Regions from separate parts of the Mus musculus genome. Here region 2 is linked to region 1. The links are chromatin contacts, called in public promoter capture Hi-C maps. All regions are on one chromosome and are shown on one strand. The core of a region is the stretch at or near the end of the contact, and the rest is flanking DNA. Distances in the headings are between cores, read along the strand shown. Region 1 holds the start of Asxl1 (additional sex combs like 1). Region 2 holds the start of Rbm39 (RNA binding motif protein 39).

Region 1 (6,376 bases), core at 2,484-4,983:
TGGGGTATACAGAAAAAAAATCCAAACAGATGCCAAATGTATAGTTACCAACCAAAAGCCATGCAAAGAAATGCAATGTGCAAAGGGGCTGGAGAGTTCCACATTAGCTGATCATCTGCAATGCTGAAGCTGAGAAATAGTGATCTCATCTATTCTTCTGAGATGGGGTCTTCCTGTGTTATCGAGGCTGTTTGTAAACTTCAGGGTTCAAGTGCTTCTCGAACTGTGTCATCCAAGTATGCAAGCATGTGCCACTTGTTCAGATCGCCCGTTGACTTTTGTCATATTCTCTGCTGTCCAATGACAGTGCTTGGTTGATGAAGTTGCATAACTTATTCAAGGCCACACAACTGGAGAACAGCTACGGTTTCAAACTCAGACCCACTGGAGTCCAGAACCAATTTTTTTTTTTTTTCAATTCTTAAAAAAAAAAGTATGTGTATCGGTGTTCTGCCCCACATGTATGAAATAGGCAGTTGTGAGGTACCATGTGGGTTCTGGGAATTGAACTCATGTTCTCTGTAAGAGCACTTGCCCTGAGCATCTCTCTCTCCAGCCCTAGAACTAGTGTTACCAGATCACAGTGAGGATCAGGGATTCTATGTCCTTTTGTGTCTCTCTGCTGTTTCTTGCTTGTATTATTCTTAATTTGTGTGCTTTGTTCATAAATTTGAAAACAATGACTCATCCCCAGACTGGGCGGGGTTGAACAGCAGTTCCGTTTATCTTACTCAGCCCATGGCACCCCTGTTAACTTTCAAAGGTCACCTGTAATAAAAGCACAGTGATAAAAACAACGTTAAATCACACTAAAAGCATGTATATGCTTGCTGCTTCTGACAAACTTGTGATTCTTGTTAATTAGGAAAAAAAAAAAAACACCACCAAAACCTCTTAAGGCTTAATAACCAAATCTAATTTTCAAATATTTCCCTCTCCTTTCTTTGGTAGAGTCTCTTAGATTGGCTTCAAAATATGGAGCCCAGGCTGCCTTTGAGCTTAAAATCTTCCTGCTTTCATCTCCCAAGTGATGAAATTAGACATGAGCTGTCTCACCCATTTCCAACACGTACCTTATACAGACCTCTGGAAGTACTACTTTCTCTTCATGCTTAATGAGGCTATTGTCACTAATTTGATTCTCCAAGGGTAGAGATCTTGAAATATTCATGTGATCTTCCCACAGCCTGTACCACTTGTGAAAACTAGGCAACTGCTTGCTGATACAAACTGAAAAGGTCTGACACAATGTTTGCATTGGGCTTTATTGGCTGTAACAAGTTAAAGCAATAGGAGCTTAAAGCACACTGAGAAAAGCCTGTTGCTTCCTGGGCCAGGAGTCCACATACTGAGTGGGTTTCAGTGGTTCCCTGCTCTAATCTGAGGCTGAAGTCAAGGTATGTATTTTCTTTTCTGGAAACTCTTGTTTCTGAGTTCATCTGCACTGTCAGAGTTCAGCTCCACTGGGTTGAATGACTAAGGTCCCTAATTCCTCACTGCTGTTGGCAGGTTTAGTCCTGATGCTGCTTACATTCCTTTGCTTTCTGCTACTTCAAAGCCAGTAACAGCAAACTGAATTGCTTCACATTTCCAAAACACCTATACTTTCTGGGACCCACGTGGCCCACTCAGAAGTCTAGGATGATCTTCCTAAGGTCTAAAATTGATCTGCAAAGCTCCTTTTTCCAATGAGTGTAATGGAGTTCTGGGTCCCCACCCATGGGTCAAGCCAACCTGCAATACTTAATAAGAACTTGTCCCAAAACATAAAGGGCTTGAAAGGTAGGACAGTGGTAAAGCATCTACCATGCATCTTGAGCCCAAGTCCCAACACAACAAAACACAAAGCCTGCATTTTACAGTCTTCCCTATTCAACCCTTCCAAGTGTGTGGCTTTGTTGGAGCTATGGATCAATTCAAAACATCTGAACCACTATCCTCTCAGAGGTGATTGTCTCAGCTGCAGATTGAAAAACTATAAGCAAAACTACCAAAGGCCAGGGTTAGTGGGGCATGCATTTTAATCTCACATGTATTAATGGGAGGCAGAGGTAAGACAATAGAAGCCCATTGACGCCAGCCTGTCCATATTGTGAGTTTTTGTTTCAAAATAAAAAAATAGTGAAATGGTGTTAGGATATGCTCAGGGATTGTGGGAGGTCCTCAGTTCAACTCTCTCCCCACCAACAGAGTCCTAATATACACCTAATTTAATCCCAGCACTTGGAAGGCAGTGGCAGGTGGATCTGAGTCCAGAGCTAACCTGGTCTACACAGTGAGTTCCAGGCCAGTCAGGTGTCTGTCTCAAAAACAAAACCTAAAATGTCAAAAACAATAACAATAAAATAATTTTAGATGTAGTTCTCCCCTCGCTTTTGGGATGAAATGAGAAGAGTGTTTCTGTTTATTGAATTTGAGTCTTGGGTGAGCACTAATAAGGACCGCTGAGTCCTTTAGGTACAAGGGTTGGACTGCTGGGTGATTTCTTCGTCTCAGCACTGGCTGCCTGTGTACTAACACCACAAGAGTACAGGGTGTTTTTTTACCCACATAAACCTTTCAAAAACTGTAAAACCTGGCCATCAATCCAGTTCAAGACTGTAGAGATGTTTCTGTACTTTGGGCCAACAAACACAGAAAAATAATGTTCTGGGTGCTTCAAACCTTATCATCCTGTCACTGCAATCAAGGAACAGAGGCTCCATTGCCCACTGTGTAGTAATAACAGCTCTCATTTATTCTACAGCAGAAGCCAAATTACATGAGCCTAATATCAGGATCTTCCACATTCTCTCCCATCTTCTAGATACTTCATGCTAATTTGTACCCCATCAAGGTTGTGGGATACTATGCTAACATTGATCAAACAGGCTCAGCGGGGTTAGGAGTAGTCAAGGAGTCACAACTAGGATTCTAAATCTAGGTTGGCTGACATTAGGACTTGACCTCTCTCCGGGCAACTGCGTCTAAATATACACTCAGGTGCATTTAGATTTCTGTGGATGGACCTTCAGTGTTTACCTACTATCGGATCATCAAATTCACCTGGCGGCAACGCTGCTGGAAACTGCAGGTGCATTCTCTGCAAACACACAGAGGTATTACAAGAGGAAATGGGTTAATCACCTAAGTCGGTCAATCGTGCAATAACCGTTTTACTGATATGAGTGTCTCTTTGCTTATTACTATGCGCCAGTTGACTCATTTAAGGGTGGGCCAAAAAGAAAAGTCCTGCTTTTTGTCACCCACCAGAAGTCCAGAAGAGAACTGTGTATGCGGTGGGGGATGGTGCAGTGGAAGCAGGGTAGCAGACTACCAACTCCAGATCCGAAACCGCACTGGACCCGCCACCAGAATCAAAAAAAAGCTTTGAACGGGTTAACCGCGCGCGCGGCCAGGGGGGAGTCCAGCCACCGCCCCTTCCCAGCACCACCTCCCAGAAACCCTCAGGCCTCCGCTAGTTCCCGAACCTCGCGAGACCCCGCCCCATCTTTTTCTGACCGACTTCCCGCCCCCTTCTTTACCGTGCTTGGAGCGCAGCGGGGTACGGAAGAAAGTGGGCGGAAAACAGGAGCCCGGGGCACTCCGGGAAATGTGGTCCAAGCACTTGAGGCAGCCATTTTCTTCCGGAGAGGGGTAGGCCAGGAAGCCAGTGAGGACTACAAATCCCAGCCACCCTTTCGGTTTGTTTTTGTTCAAAAAAAAAAAAAAAAAACCCACACTCCCCCTCCTCACTCTTCTCTCTCACACACACGCGGGCACACACATACACACACATACCCACGGCAGACACGCACGCATCCGAGCGTCGAAAGGAAAGCCGCGTCTCGCCATCCGGGCCCGCCCGCCACTAGTTCGCTCTTGGGTTTCCCAGCAGCGCGGGAACGCGGAGGCCGGAGCCGTGACCTCTGACCCCGTGGTTATGCGGAGCCGCCGCATTCCTTAGCCATCGCGGGGCTGCCGCTGCCGCTGCCACCGTGGGCGACTGACGCAGCGCGGGCGCGTGGAGCCGCCGCCGCCCCTCCCCCCAGCGCCACCCTCGCGCCGGGGTCTCGCTCTAGCCAGTCCCGGTGCGCCCGCCCTCTCCGGCCGCACCCGAGCCCTCGCACGCGCCGCCGCCGCCACGCGCCCCCCGCCGCTGCCGCCGCCTCCGCCCCAGCCCCGCGCCGCCACCGCCCCAGTCCGCCCCGCCCGAAGGACCCGCGTGGAGCCGCCACCGCCGCCGCGGAGGAGGAGGATGAAGGACAAACAGAAGAGGAAGAAGGAGCGCACGTGGGCCGAGGCCGCGCGCCTGGTGAGCCGAGCTGCCCGGGGGGCCGCGGCGGGGGGCGTAGGGGGTGGGCTCCGCGCGGCTCCCCGGGCGGGGGAGGGGCGAGGCCCTGCCCACCGCAGCAGGGGGCGGGGCCGCCCGGGTGTGGAGCTCCCGAGGTCCCGGGCCCGAGGAGGCTGGGACGCCTTTTCTCTGCATCCCCCCACCCCTTGAATTCCTGCGGAGGGGCGAGCTGGCAAGCGGCTCCTCCCCCCTCCGAGCGCCCGGGCGCCAGTCTCCCCTCCCCCCACGTTGGCAGCAGCAGCGGGGGGTCCCGGGGAAAGCGCCCGTTTATTCTTCTGCGGGGAGTTAGGTTTCCGGGAAAGGTCGGAAGTGCTTCCCCGGACTTCTTCGTGGGCAGAGGTGTGTGGGTCACTAAGACACCGTAGGGGTGGGAAAAGTGCCCCTGGTTTCAAGGACGCGAGAAGCATTTAGAGCGTTGGCAATTTAAACCAGGTGTGTGTCGGAAAGCAGTCGCTAAGGACCGATGTGAACCCTGAGTAGTGGTTCTCAAACTACTAGAGTGCCCGGTGGGAGCATACCTGGGGACTTTGTTTCAAACATTGGCACTAGGGCTCATTTTAAACACACTGAACTCGAGATTCCTCTGAGAAACAGTACTTTAGGCAGCTGCTTAAGCGATTGTTATGCCGGTGACCCTCGAATATTTAAATCACACTGAGCCCTGTGACTACAATGGGGGGTAGGCAGTTTGCAGAGGAGCAGAATACACTTTGCCAAGAATGTGTATCTGTTTGAGGCTTCCCTTCTGAGGGTTTAGTTAAAAAAAAAAAAAAGTAAATAGGTTTTTGAGCTCGCTACCTGCCCAGAGGATTTGTGGCTTTTCTGTTTCCCAAGCTTCAGTAGACTTGTGCGATAGCTTTCTTTTGGACTCAAAATACAAAGCCAAAAGACCGGAGGCATGTTCTTATGAAATGTTGCTGGTGACAATTCTAATGGTTTATACTTTTCTCGGAGATGTCACTTCCTCAGACTGCCACAGTGCAGGGTTATGGGTGCATCCTGCTTTTGTGTTGACGCCCTGTATTTTATATGTAATTGTTATAATTTAGTTTTAATGGTGGAGTGAAGCTCAGCTTTCTTCTAGCCGTTCCTTTTACTGGAAAGTGAGTTCTGTCTGCCTCAAAAGTGTTGGAGGTTGATAAAGATCTAGAGTGAACCCTTTTTTTTTTTAGAGTCTGTGAAAGCCGGTTATTCATTTACCCATGGCTGTTTGAGCTACCAGAGAATTTCCACTGGTATTCCTGATCATCGCTCTTCTCCTGTTACCCTGGGAACAGAAACAGGGATTGTTTGTGTGAAAGATGTAGTTTATTTTTTGCTTGGCATATGAAAATTGAAACTCCGAGGTGGTGTATTTTTCCTTCTGTGATTCAATCAAAACTAGAACTTTGCCTAGTATTTATGATTTTTGGAACTTAATGATTTCTTCATGCTTCTCTTAATAAATTTAAGTCTGAAGGAGCTTAGGAGAAAGCTAAAATGTAGGTTTTTTTATTTTATCATGGAAGTTGTTGGATCTTGACCATTGAAGTTCTAAGTTTCTGTGTGCAGGTGTTTATGACTCTGGGCACCCAAGGAATATTTGCTTGCCAGAACCCTACTTGTTAGAGGTAGGTGAAAGTACCTTCAGATCCTGTGTTATTTATGTCCTGACAGCTCTGAAATCTTCTCCTCTCAAAGCTCTTTGGGCTCTTATTAATTGAAAGGCTCTGGCAGTTTGGAATCCACTGTTATTTTAAGCCTCTTTAAGTTCTTAAATTTACTGTGGTTTGAATTCCAAGGTTAAGGTTGCTATTTCTATTTTATCATTGGCTCACCTTCAAGCTCAATTATCTGAAGTTATTTCTCTTTTTCTACTGTGGCTCTTCAGTTAAAAATAGTAATCTGAACAGGAATTTCTTTGTGGTGTAGTTGTACATTTGAAAGAGGACTTGTGGGAACATGGTATGCAATTTTGCATATCTTTTATGTGCTTTGTATTTTAGAATTTTCTGTGCTTTTTGTGGGGGTGGATGGGGGAGTGCAAAGTCGTCTTCCCATTAA
Region 2 (6,376 bases), core at 999-3,498, 2.8 Mb after region 1:
AGCCTAAACATTTCCTACTTCCATACCTGTTTACATGGAATTATATCCAAGTTAAACTAAGACAAGAAACATTAAAACAGAAAGTATGGCTTCAAGAGTCTAGCATTACAAAATTACACTATTTAAAGCTATCAGAATTCATCCAAAAGGCACCACATGGTCGTGCTACACTCCAAGACAAATGTATTATTTATAAACGGTTTAAGCGCAATGTTTTTATTCCACAGTTTGAACACATCACCAATAGTAGGATCTCTAAGTTACCAGGCTTAAGGTCTGAGACACCAGTGACAATGCATGCATGCACACTGCTATTTTCACCACCAACTGGTCAAAGAATGAAGAGTGCTGACTTTTACTGTGATACCGAAATGGGTCATATTGTATTACTGGCCAAAATACTTCCTTTCTAGTTTTGAGTGTGAAAAGCTATGGCAGGGCCTAATTAAAAATAAACACTATGGAGAGCAGTAAAACAGTCATCAAGTGACTCTAAGCTGTGATACTGTCTCTTGCTTTTTTTCTTTTCTCTCTTCTGTTCTTTTTCTTGGTTTTTTTTCCTCTTTTTTGCCAATTTCTATTCAGGGATCCAAGAATCTTAATAATTATTAACTGAAAAGCAGATCAATACCTGCCTGTATTCAGGTTTACTATCACCAGTCTTATATCTATTTATATAAAATAAAATTTAAATCTCACCCATTTCTTCTTTCAAGACTTCTAAGATTTACTTGCCAGAGACTGGTTGTAATTTATTATTCTTGGACCCCTGCAGTTTTCCCAAACCACTACATTCACCTTTTTGCTATACCAAACTGGAGCTGGTAATTCTTAGTTGAGTCATTTTACCTAGGGGACCACGGTACAGCGATAAGTCACTCAATTACTACCTTATGATTGACAGTTCACACTGGAATCAAAGGTGAATTCATGGGAGTAGAGGTGAGATATCGTTAGGCAAGTCTACAAAGAGAGATAGATGGGCATTTATTCATCACGCTGAAGTGAAACTACTGCACAATATTATTACATCAATAGCATATATTTACTTTTGTAAGTTACACGTATTGCATCTCTGATAAGGTAATCAAGAGGGCTCCGGGAAGGTTAGTTTACATTTCAGCAGTAGTTTCGTGAATAATGCTAAATTAAGAAATATATTAAAGCTCACTAGCGTGTTTTCTCACCTTCTTGTAAGGGGCCTCAAGCATGGCTTCAATATCAATATCGTCTGCCATTTTCTCTACTCGCCTGGGGAAGAACAAGACAGTCCTGTAAGTACACCTGCAATTCTGCTAAATAATAAAATAAGATAAAATGTCCCCTTGATCTCCCATCCTCAAAGCCTGAGAAAACTCCTTTGAAAGCGCTACGATGGCTAAAATTGTGCGACGCCCATCAGACAAGGCTGCCTTGGGTACGCCAAGTGTCACGTTCCTTGTACCTAAGACAGGAGCAGGACTCCAGGTCGAATTTCAAAAGCCCGCCCGCGAGCGGCTAAAAGCGCCCCCAGGAAGGATGCAGCGGAGCGCTTCCTCACCGCACAAAACCCGCGCTGCCATTTTAGCGGCGGAGGGAGACTCCCTCCGCTGGGAGGGGTTGTGTACCACGGCGGCGTTCCACGGGCGCCATGTTGGGAGGTCGCGACCAGCCCCGGCCCTCGGAAGGACAGATCTTTATCTGACCGAGGTCCCCACGGAGGTCCCGGCCGCTACCAAAAAACGCCCACGACGTCCTTGCCCGAGATGAAGGGCACGGCCGAGGAGAGGTGACCCCACCGTACCGGGAAGGCCCCCTCCCCCTCTGCGCGCCGAGCAAAGCGGCGAAAAGCCTCGGCATCGCGGAGCACCCAGCTCGGGCAGGCGACCCACTCCCCGCCGGCCGCGACGCCCCGTACCTGTGCGGGCTTCCGCGCGCCTGTGCTCGCCACGGGAAGTCGGCTGCCGCCGCCGCCGCCGCTGCTGCTGTCGCTACTGTTAAGCCACTAGGCCCAGGCCGCGGTACCGCCCAACCCGAATATCGGGCCCCGAGGGCGTCTAGGCCCAAGCGAATCTAAAAGAAACAATGGGATTAAAGGAGCCCGCGACGGAGAGCAGGGCAGCGGCTTCGGCAGCTCAGGATCCACCCCTGCGACAGCGTCGGCTAGCTCCCTGAAATGGCGGCCGCTGCTCCTCCGTACTCACAGTCACCAACACATACACACACACAAACACCCGGGGTCTCCCGGAGCCGCAAGCACGGGCTCTCGCGAGAAACTGCCCCGGGTTCCAGACTGGAAAGCACGAACTATCGCGAGATCTCTCACCGCGGCTCCCGGCGACCGTGGCCCAATCTCGCGCAATGATTGCGCCACAGATGATCACAGTTTCCCTTCCCCCAATTCCGAAAGGCTTCTCGGACTCCCCCGCCAGAGCTGCACCCAAGTCTCGCGAGGGTGCGTCCTCTATCGGGCAAAGACAGTTGGTGCCCTGACTGTCAATCTTTGGGAGGATTCCTTGCTGAGTGGTGCATCGTTGCTGTCATCCTGGCTGGTGTCATCTCCTCGCTGGGTGTGAAGGTTTCCCCTCTCAGAGCCGACCCCCACCCCGGACACCCGCCCTCCCACACAGATGGCTGTCAAGGTCGCCATAAGGCAACCTATTATAATACATATGGCTGTGGGCTAAGACAGTCGTGTCCAGACCCACCAGTGGTGAAAACGCATGCAGACAAGAACGAGCTGTACACAGGGGAATGGGAATAAAAAGTACGATTTTCTTGTCGTTTGGTGTCACCAGTTAGATGTGGGCTCGATAGTGAAGCTTCGCAACACCCTTGGAAACCGGAGGCGGTGGCCGGGCTGGGAAGAAACCGCAGTGTGTAGCTTTCTAACCCCTGAATTTAGTCGGGCTCTGAATCGGGGTGGTTTGTGACTTTAAAAGGTCCCCTCACTTTTCCCTAGGATTTTGACTGTGTGAATTTACCGCTTTTGTTTAATTTTTGTTGGATTTTATTTGGTTTGCTTTTTGTGTATTTGGGAGTGGTTAATTCTGTGGTAGAGAAGCTGAGTGATCATTGGAAGGTTTTTTTTTTCTCCCACTTTTACATAATAGAAAACGTTTTGAAATAAAATATCAAACCAGTCTGGAAACCTATCAGCAGCTTAATAATTGAGGGTATAAAAGGTCCAAAATGTCACACCTTGCTTGGTGTAGCCACTCCAACAATGTGACCTTGAGCAAGTAAATTAAGCTCTCCATATATTCCGATTCCTCCTCAAGGGGGGAATATTATAATTAGTAGCAAGGATAAGCTTGACACTAGCCAAGACTGCAAATATTCACTAATTCCCAAGTTTAGCAGGGGATGTATGTCCAGGTGGACTCTCCCTGAAAGCTCGTGAGGAGTAGGAAGAGCATGTGGAATGATGACAGGAAACTTCTTGGGGCTGGCAATGTAATACAGTTGGCAGGTGACTTTTCTAGCATGCCTGGTAGAGCTTGTCTATAGTTATGCACTCAGAAAACAGAAGCAGGGGGATTTCTGTGAATTTGAGGTCAGCCTTATGAGTTCCAAAAAATTTAGCTGATCTGGCTTTCTCTCTCAGATGTGGCACACTGCATGAAATCACTGATAGTTTCCTGCTGAAAGATTAGGCTTTCCAACTTCCCTTGTGGACTACTGAAACTTCTCTGCTCCTATAAGGGGCTACAACCTGTCTTCCTCTATAGGAATGTTAACCATAGGGTGAGTGGTGACAGGGATGCCCCTTCACCCTGAATAAGCAGTGGTCTTGCCTAACTAAGGTCAGACCAAGCCCCTCTCTGTCTTCTATCTCTCTACAGGAGCCCTTAATTAATAGTCCTGTCCTGGGCTGCCAAGTCAAGGACAACGCGTGCCACACAGTAAAAGGCTATGAAAAAGGTAGAAGGGGGACTGGAGAGAAAGGAGTAAGAGCACTGATTTGATTCCCAATACTCACTGGCTGCACACAACTACATTAAGCAGATCTGGTGATGCCTTCTGGTCTCCACAGGCATCAGGTATGCAGGTGGTGCACAGACTACATGCAAGCCAAACACATGCATGTTAAATGTGTATGTGTATGTTAAACAATTTGTTCTTGAAAAGCTAGACTGGGGACTGAAGAGAGAACTCAGCAGTGAGAGGCACTGGCTGCTCTTTTAGAGAGCCAGGGTTCAATTCTCATCACCCAGTGATGGTCCACAATTGTAACTCTAATTCCAAAGGATCCTACACCTTCAAGACACAGACATACATGCAAGCAAAACGTCAATGCATATGAAATAAAAGTAAATCATTAAAATGTTAGTAATAATAAAGTTGAGACTTAGGCCAGGCATGGTGACATATGCTTTAATCCCAGCACTTGGGGACAGAGGCAGGCAGAGCTCTGGGTTGAGACCAGTCTGATCTACAGAGGGAGTTCCAAGACAGCCAGGTCTTACTCAAAAGATGGAAAAGTTATGGCTGGGTGGTGGCAGATCTCTGAGTTCAAGGATAGCTGGTCTATAGAGTTGATACAAAGCTCTAGGTTTAATATTAGCACCTACTAAAGCCAGACTCCAAGGTGCAAGCCTGGATCCAAATGTTCTAGAAATAGGAGGATCAGGAGTTCAAGGTCACCTGACTGACATACTTTGATACTAGCCTGGGCTATTGAGCTGGGTAAGACCCTGTCTCAAACAAAGGACAAAAATGAGGGTGGTAGTAGAAGAGAAATCAAGGGCCAAGGCACATGATGACTGAAAGTCCCTTAAATTGTTGTACGAAGTTCAAAGATGATGGTGGATACCTTTAGTCTCAGTGCTTGGGAGGCAGAGGCAGCCTGGTCTAAACTTCATGTTCCCGTTACAAGATGAGCTACTTAGTGAAATCCTGACTCAAAAACAAACAAAAACAAAAAACAAAAAGCCGGGCGCACACCTTTAGTCCCAGCACTCTGGAGGCAGGGACAGGCAGATTTCTGAGTTCCAGGCCAGCCTGGTCTACAGAGTGAGTTCCAGGACAGCCAGGGCTATACAGAGAAACCCTGTCTCGAAAATAAATAAATAAATAAATAAATAAATAAATAAATAAATAAATAAATAAATAAAACATTCATTCACTTTTTAGGAGAGAAGAAGTAGAGGAAATACAAAATCTCTGAACAACTGGCATATAGAAAATATCAAAAAAATATCACTTTGGGGACATGGTTCAGGGGTTAAGAGCACTGAGTTCAAATCCCAGCAACCTCATGGTAGCTTACAACCATCTGTAATGGGATCTGACACCCTCTTCTGGTGTGTCTGAAGACAGCTACAGTGTTCTCACATACATAAATAAATAATTCGTTAAAAAAAAAAACCCAAAACATCACTTTATTTTGCTTTAACTTTGGTGTGTTTTTAAATTTGTTGTTATGTATTTGGTGATTTTGGGGTTTTTTTTTATTTTATTTTGTCTTGTTTTGTTTTGTCAAGGTCTTAGTGTGCATGCCAGACATGCCTTAAAATACTGGGCAGTCTTCCTTCTTTACCCGTCTAATGCTGGGAGTATAAACACAAGCCACCTGGTGTCATCTTCTAAAATCACTTCCTCTAAAACTCGTTGGTCACCATAGTAAGCATCATTCTGAGGGGTAGAGAAGCCTGCTGGACTAGCACTTGGAAAAGCAACAATCTGAAGTTTAGGGTTTTGTTTTTTTTTTTTTTAAAGATTTATTTATTATATGTAAGTACACTGTAGCTATCTTCAGATACTCCAGAAGAGGGCTTCAGATCTTGTTACAGATGGTTGTGAGCTACCATGTGATTAACCACTGAGCCAACTCTCCAGCCCACGATCTGAAGGGTTTTTTTGTTTTGTTTTGTTTTGTTTTCTCTGTTTTTGGGTTTTTTGAGACAGGGTTTCTCTGTGTAGCCCTGGCTGTCCTGGAACTCACTTTGTAGACCAGGCTGGCCTTGAACTCAGAAATCGGCCTGCCTCTACCTACCGAGTGCTGGGATTAAAGGCCTGTGACACCACTGCCTGGTGAGAATGTTCTTTTAGTATCTCAACTTAAATACCAATTGATGTTAAAGAAATTGGAAGAGGGCTGGCAAGATGGCTCAGCGGGTAAGAACACTGACTGCTCTTCTGAAGGTCCTGAGTTCAAATCCCACCAACCCCATGGTGATTCACAACAACCCGTAATGAGATCTGATGCCCTCTTCTTGTGTGTCTGAAGTCAGCCACAATGTACTTATGTATAAAAATGAATAAACCAGCCGGGCGTGGTGGCACACGCCTTTAATTCTAGCACTCAGGAGGCAGAGGCAAGCGGATTTCTGAGTTCGAGGCCAGCCTGGTCTACAAAGTGAGTTCCAGGACAGCCAGGGCTATACAGAGAAAC

Evidence for each region. Promoter capture Hi-C pulls out the DNA fragments that hold promoters and counts their contacts.
Region 2: a promoter capture Hi-C map of pre-B cells shows a contact between it and region 1, with 4 times the contacts expected there. The contact joins the promoter of Rbm39 here to the promoter of Asxl1 in region 1. A contact is called at or near these places in 1 of 39 promoter capture datasets (pre-B cells), 1 of 115 datasets of contacts at active chromatin or transcription factors (thymic regulatory T cells) and 1 of 9 other capture datasets (liver).

The regions. Positions count from the first base shown.
Region 1 is chr2:153,342,097-153,348,472 of GRCm38.p6, forward strand. Asxl1 (additional sex combs like 1) reads left to right here and starts at 3,734. Exons shown (of 13, transcript NM_001039939.2): 1 at 3,734-4,294. The coding sequence starts at 4,238. It overlaps 2500004C02Rik (RIKEN cDNA 2500004C02 gene), which reads right to left and starts at 3,714. Exons shown (of 2, transcript NR_040318.1): 1 at 3,525-3,714; 2 at 1-768.
Region 2 is chr2:156,177,990-156,184,365 of GRCm38.p6, forward strand. It overlaps Rbm39 (RNA binding motif protein 39), which reads right to left and starts at 2,249. Exons shown (of 17, transcript NM_001291114.1): 1 at 1,898-2,249; 2 at 1,188-1,251. The coding sequence starts at 1,238.